Regions from separate parts of the Mus musculus genome. Here region 2 is linked to region 1. A link is a contact called in public Micro-C data. All regions are on one chromosome and are shown on one strand. The core of a region is the stretch at or near the end of the contact, and the rest is flanking DNA. Distances in the headings are between cores, read along the strand shown.

Region 1 (3,172 bases), core at 361-2,860:
CAGGAAATGTTACAAGGAGTGTTCAGCACATACATATTATCTAGCAAATGTTACTATCAGCAAACAATTATTCCTACAATGCAATTCCATTTAGTTTATTCCAGGCAAGCATCCCTGTACTGGCTGATTTTGTGTTGACTTGACACAAGCTGGAGTTTTCACAGAGAAAGGGGCCTCCCTTGAGGAACCTCCGTGAGATCCAGCTGTAAGGCATTTTCTCAATTAGTGATCAAGGGTGGGAGGGTCCATTGTGGGTGGTACCATGCCTGGGCTGATAGTCTTTGGTTCTATAAGAAAGCAAGCTGAGCAAGATAGGGGAAGCAAGCCAATAAGTAACATCCTTCCATGGCCTCTGCATCAGCTCCTGCTTCCTGACTTGCTTGAGTTCCAGTCCTGACTTCCTTTGGTGATGCACAGCCACGTGTAAGCTGAATAAACCCTTTCCTCCCCAATTTGCTTTTTTTTCCCCCCTTGGGTTTATTGAGACAGGGTTTCTCTGTGTAGCCCTGGCTGTCCTGGAACTCACTTTGTAGACCAGGCTGGCCTCGAACTCAGAAATCTGCCTGCTTCTGCCTCCAAAGTGCTAGGATTAAAAGCGTGTGCCACCACGCCCGGCCCCCAATTTGCTTTTTGGTCATGATGTTTATGCAGGAATAGAAATCCTGACTAAGACAATTCCTTACAATGTGTTTCTCCTTATTGTTTGCCTTTTTAGGGATTGGGGTTAAAGCTAGGACCTTGATATGCACTCCACCAACGGAGCCTCAATACCACTTCCTCTTTCTGATCTGTTCCCCAAGCAATGGGGTTCCTCCTTTCTCTTCAGAGCAGATCTGGTCCCCAGTTCGTTCTTTCTTTCTTTCTTTCTTTCTTTCTTTCTTTCTTTCTTTCTTTCTTTCTTTCTTTCTTTCTTTCTTTCTGTCTTCTTTCCTTCCTTCCTTCCTTCCTTCCTTCCTTCCTTCCTTCCTTCCTTCCTTCCTTTCTTCCTTTCTTCTCTTAGCCCCACTCACTCTGGCCTCATTCATCCCCAGTAATTTCATTAAGACAAAGCAAACTTTACACGCTGGCCTGTGCCGCTGATCTGTGAACCTGATGTGTCCGTGACCACAGGAGTGCCAAGTGTAGGTCTGGAGATGGGACAGAGAGGTGCACTTTCTCTAAGACTGAGAGGATTGCACGTGTGTGGGGAGGCATGAAAATAGGAAAGCCAGAGCAGCAGCTTCAAGTCTGTTGTACCCATGAGTGGCTCTAAGAAGGTGAACATGAGCCCGGAAATCGCTGGAATAGGTACCCCCGGGGTTCAGAGTTCAGACAGCCGAGCACACGGCTGACCGGGTCTGGGATTCCACGGAGGCCATGAGGCTGGAGGAGTCCACCCGATCTCTGAGGGTCTTACAGCACTGGAGCTGGGTGGGAGCTTTTAGACAGCAGCATTTAGGAGTGCCACCCATGGGGTGATCAGCGCCATAGGCCAACGGGTTGGAACAGCGTGGAATGAATTAACCACACTGAGGAGCGAATCCCAGATGAGATGGCTTGGTGCTAACCTGGGTGTGCAGAGAGGGCTTGGGCGCCGATGTGCTGCACTAGCTCAGAGGAGCGGGTAGGGGTCAGTACCACAGAGCTGGTTTCCCGGAGAGGCGAGGCACGAGCGAGGCCCCGCCTCCAGCTCACCCCTAGCGGAGCGGGACTCCAAGACTCAGTTCACCCAAGTCCAAAAACTACGCCTGCGCGGAGGGACAAGCGAGCTGATCCGCAGACCGTAACAGCAACTGTGACCTCAGCAACCAAGGCTAGCCCGGCATGGAGGGCGAGTGCCGGGTGCTCTCTATTCAGAGCCATGTAGTCCGTGGCTACGTGGGCAACCGGGTGGCCATGTTCCCTCTGCAGGTTCATGCCTCGCCACTTCTATAACCCAGCCCGGCCGCTAGTGTGCAAGGCGGCGGCGATGACGTTGGTTCCCTTGGGGCCACCCTGGGGTTCCTATCGGGAGCTGGGCGCGCTTCGGATAGAGCCTGGGGCACACAGGCTGGGGGCGTGGAGTACTCTGGAGAGCCTACAGTAGGGTAGTGAATGTGGCACACCCCTATCTGACTGTGGTACACACCGTAGTTCTTAAGGGTACCTGCTGCTTCGGTCGGCCTGGCCAACCCTGAGTGATAAAATGCTGAGCTGGGAGGATCCGCGGGGGCTGCTGAAATTCAGGAGGCTGAGTTAAGATCGCAGACTGGTTGGAGCCCAAGAAGCTGAGCCACACTACAGGTCTGATCACTCCTGAGGTGGCCTGTCATCGCTGGGATGGGGCTAGAACCGCAACCCTACACCTCCAGCAGGCTTGCTTGTATTACTGAAGAGACAGTAATACAAGCAAACAGTTTGCTGAGTTTGGCTTTGGAAGCAACCTGTTAGAAGGAATGCAGCCTTGTGTTGTCTTCCCAGAGCCTCTCCTGTGAGGTGTGTAATGAATGAGGTTGTCTCTGATCATTTCTGGCAGGTGGTGCTTCCTGCTTGTGACTGGTTGCCTTGGAGGGAACCAGGGTGTCATGGGCACTAGAATGGGAGCCATAGGCAATGTCAGCTGACTGGTGCTTCCTTGCCTGGCTGGTCCAGCAGGAAGATTGGGCTGGCCTGGGCAGCCAGGTGGTGGCCTCTTGCAATGTACTTTTTGGCTGGTCACTGAGCAAGGTGGCAGGTCCCCATTCCCCTTCCACTCATGGCCAGCCACTATACTGATTCCTGGGAGATGTTAGGGTATAGTAGCTGGCTACCATGGACCTGGAAGGATCTGGAAGGACCACAAGTGGCTGGAATTGCATCTAAGGACAATCCAGGGCTGTCCTGAATCAGGCTTGCTTGCCAGACAAATAGAGCAATTGATTGTTATTATACAGCATAGGAGATCAAAGTCCGTAGGCAAGGGCAATTGCTGAGTGTTTGAGCCCCTGTTTGGTTGATAAATAGTGTTTCACCCACACTGTCTAGTGAATCCATTCTTGTTCTACCCAGAATGCACAGGTCTTAACTACTGAACCGTCTTTCCAGCCCCATCTGTATTTCCTTCCTTCTTCCTTTCTTCATTCCTTTAATCTTTCTCTTTTTTTTGTCTTTTCTAAACATCAGGGTGGGGACTCCAGGGATGGGGGAGTTGGGAGTAGTGAGTTTCAAGGCTATT
Region 2 (3,172 bases), core at 481-2,980, 270 kb after region 1:
ACAGAGTGAGTTCTAGGACAGCCAGGGCTACACAGAGAAACCCTGTCTCGAAAAACAAAAAACAAAAAACAAAGAAACAAAAAAAGAAAAAGAGAAGAAGAAAAAGAAAAAGAAAAGGAAAAAGAAAAAGAAAAAGAAAGAGAAAAAGAAAAAGAAAGAATTTGGGGCATTATGGCCTCTTGGCCAAAGCAGAATCTGTGGGTCTGGTGAACTTTTTGGAGCAGGAGTAGATGTGATGTGATATTCGAACTTGGAGATTCGAATTTCCCTCTTTGGGAAGATTTTTATACAGTGTGACTTGGGGCTGCGGTGGGGATGGGGGAGGTGGGCGGGAGGTGGGGCGAGGAGAGGGGTCTACCCTCATAGCTTAGATTTGAAACAGTTTTTCTATTGGGGAAAGGCACCTGGGCTGTTCTTTTGGAAGTTCCCTGACAGGAACGAAGATATTCTAAAGAGACACGTAAGTCCTTCAATCTAACTATTAACAGACCCCCAAGAAACTGGAATTCACCCCAGATATCTCCTCCTGGGGAAAGGAAAAGGCCTGGTACCAGGTGGAGGAGAAACTCTCATCCCAGAAGGGATTTCACATTGTACTGACAGCTAACCAGACCCTTGGTCGAAAGAGACTGAGCCTAGACAAAAGGTCAGCGATGGGCAGGGCCACGCCTTAACTCGAACGGCTTAGATGTGGGTAGTGTGGCTCCCTCTTTAAACTTTAATCTCTCAGAACAACGAAAATGGACAGCAGAGGGTTACTGGAGGGATATTTTTGCCCTTCTTCGAGAAGTGCTCTCATTGGTTAAATACCCTATCTGCTTTTTACTATTAATTTTTCTGTTCTACTTGGTGTATAGAGGACGGGTGGCCGAACCTGGTTTCTTGGAGGCACAGATTGTGACCTCAATTTCAGTAACAATTTTTGGGAAACTCAGGCTTTGGAACTTGGAGGTGTAGCCACCCTATTTTGCGGGTGTCCTCGCTGGAGATGGAGAATAGGGTGTGTTGTCTGTCTGAAGAAGGAAGCATCAACCTCTGTCTCTGGTGTGGTGGCGGGGAGGGTCGCACCTTCTCACACTTAGGTCGGTAGCCCCGCAACTTGACGCTCTGCTGATTGATGAGCAGGCCCTTGCGCACCTCGCTGAGCCTGCGGTCAGTGGCCTCGCGCTGGCGCAGCAGCAGCCGCAGCTGCCCATTGATCTGGTGCTGTGCGCGGCCCAGGCGGGCGGCGGTGAGGCGCGCCCCGCGTGCGTGCGCGTGCACCACCTCGGCGGTTTGCTGGGCACGCGCGTCGCGGTGCATAGGCAGCGGTAGGCGCGCGTACCAGGCCGGGGGCTTCATCTTCCCTTTCCATAGGGTGACGCCTTCTCCGGGCGGTGGCTTTTCCAGGGTGCCGCCCCCTTTGAGCATCTCTACCCGAAAGCGCCAGGGTTCCATGTAGGCGGCGCGGCCCAGGTGGTGTGCCACGTTCGGGTCCAGTACACTGTCCTTGGGCTGCCACATGGTCACCGCCTCCTGCCCACAGCGATCGGTCAGAAGGTGTGCCTTGCGAGACGTGGCCTTGGCCGCCTGGCGCCATTCTGGAGCCCCAACGCGCGAGTCCTGGCCCGGGTCGGTGGAAGGGAGCAACACAGGCATGGTTCCTTATTTAGTGCCCGCGATCTCCTCGGAGAATGGACAGGGGTCCACCCAGCCCTAACCACACACCACTCTTTACTGGTGGCTAGAATGCGTGCTCCCAGAGCTCCCCTCACCGTGGCAACCAGGACAACCATGGAGATTGCGTTCCAGGGGCGGGGGATGGGAAAGGCAAAATGGAGAACTAGGCCTGGAAATTCAGACTGTATTCCTTGAGGGAGCCGCTTTTATGGAGTTCCTCTCTCATTGTTTCTCTTGATTTTGGAAATGTGTCAACCAACCTATATCTACTAGTAGATAACACAGCCTTGCATTTGGAAAATCCTAAGGAATTCACAAACTAGTACTAATATTAGTAGTTTTGAAGTATACATGAATACCATATACATATATTTGTGTGTGTACACCACCACAGGGTGTATGTACTGGTGAGAGGCATTGTGCAGTAATTCGTTCATCATGAGGGGTCCCGGAATCATACTGAGCCATCTTGTTGGCTCCCAATTATGTTTTTATACTCCTGAAATGAACAATCAACAAAACAAAACAAAACCCAAAAAACAAACAACAACAAAACCAGAAAAAACCCCAACAAACAACAGCAACCTGAATTAATACAATTCCTGGGCAGGAGAGATGGCTCAGTAAGGTTAAGAGCACATATAGCTCTTCTGAGAACTTGAGTTCAATTCCTATCACCCACATCAGATGGTTTACAACTGACTGACACCTAGGGGAATCTGACACCTCGGACCTCTGTGGGCACTGCATTCATGTGGACAGATCACCCCCCCCCCCATACACAGAATTAAATAATAAAAATATATAAATGAAAAAAAGACTACAATTTCTGAAGCTGGGAAGATGGCTCAGCTGGTAAAGTGCTTGCCTTACAATACAACATCTGAATTTGATTTCCAGAACCTACATGAAAACATGCCAGGCTGACCCGGTGGTGAGATTGTAATCTCAGCACTGGGTATGCTAAAATGAGGATTTCTGGGGCTGGCTGGCCACTAGTTGACCTGGCCACCTCCTGGGGAGTGAGAGATCCTGTCTCAAAAATGGTGGAAGAGCTAGCTAAAGACAGACACCTGAGGTTTTATGCACCTTAAACAAACAAACCAAAACAATGCAATTCCACTTAAAATAGAGTAAAAAAGATTAAAATATGTAATACTCTCCAGCTCTTAGGACAGTCTAAGTTCTTTCTTACCTCAAAATTGAGAACTCTTTTCTTCTCATAGAATTTTCCTTTGCTGACTTCGTGGTTTACTTCATTTCGATCTTCAGAACCCAGCTTATATATCTTAAAGGAGTCTTTCTCTACTATGACCACAGTGAGCTTTACTCTCCTATTGCACAGGGTTTTTAGTGCAAGCTACCAAAACTAAAAAGATGGTCTCTTAGATGACAGTTACAAAATAAAAAAAGAAAAAGGCCCAAGCCAATGCTTTAAACAACAAAAATCAACAACCGGAGACTCAAAGAAAAACAACCAAAGCCTTGAGTCTTTTTCAGAATAGGAAATAAA

What was found. Hi-C and Micro-C count contacts between places; a contact is called where the count stands out from the background.
Region 2: a Micro-C map of palatal mesenchyme shows a contact between it and region 1, with 1.8 times the contacts expected there. The contact joins the promoter of Ccdc105 here to the enhancer-like site in region 1. A contact is called at or near these places in 1 of 39 promoter capture datasets (hippocampal neurons), 2 of 484 Hi-C or Micro-C datasets (cortical neurons and palatal mesenchyme) and 3 of 115 datasets of contacts at active chromatin or transcription factors (all in embryonic stem cells).

Annotation. Positions count from the first base shown.
Region 1 is chr10:78,480,366-78,483,537 of GRCm38.p6, forward strand. No RefSeq gene overlaps it. Among named protein-coding and RNA genes, the nearest start is that of Gm30232, 4.7 kb to the right of the region's middle. Within about 2 kb of position 1,611, at least 260 of the 459 cell types and tissues checked have an H3K27ac peak or open chromatin away from gene starts, as enhancers often do. A contact at or near this core is called in cortical neurons, hippocampal neurons and palatal mesenchyme, where this site is marked.
Region 2 is chr10:78,751,337-78,754,508 of GRCm38.p6, forward strand. It overlaps Ccdc105 (coiled-coil domain containing 105), which reads right to left and starts at 1,731. Exons shown (of 7, transcript NM_027630.1): 1 at 1,069-1,731. The coding sequence starts at 1,638. All of the region lies in intron 1 of Gm30400 (predicted gene, 30400), which reads left to right.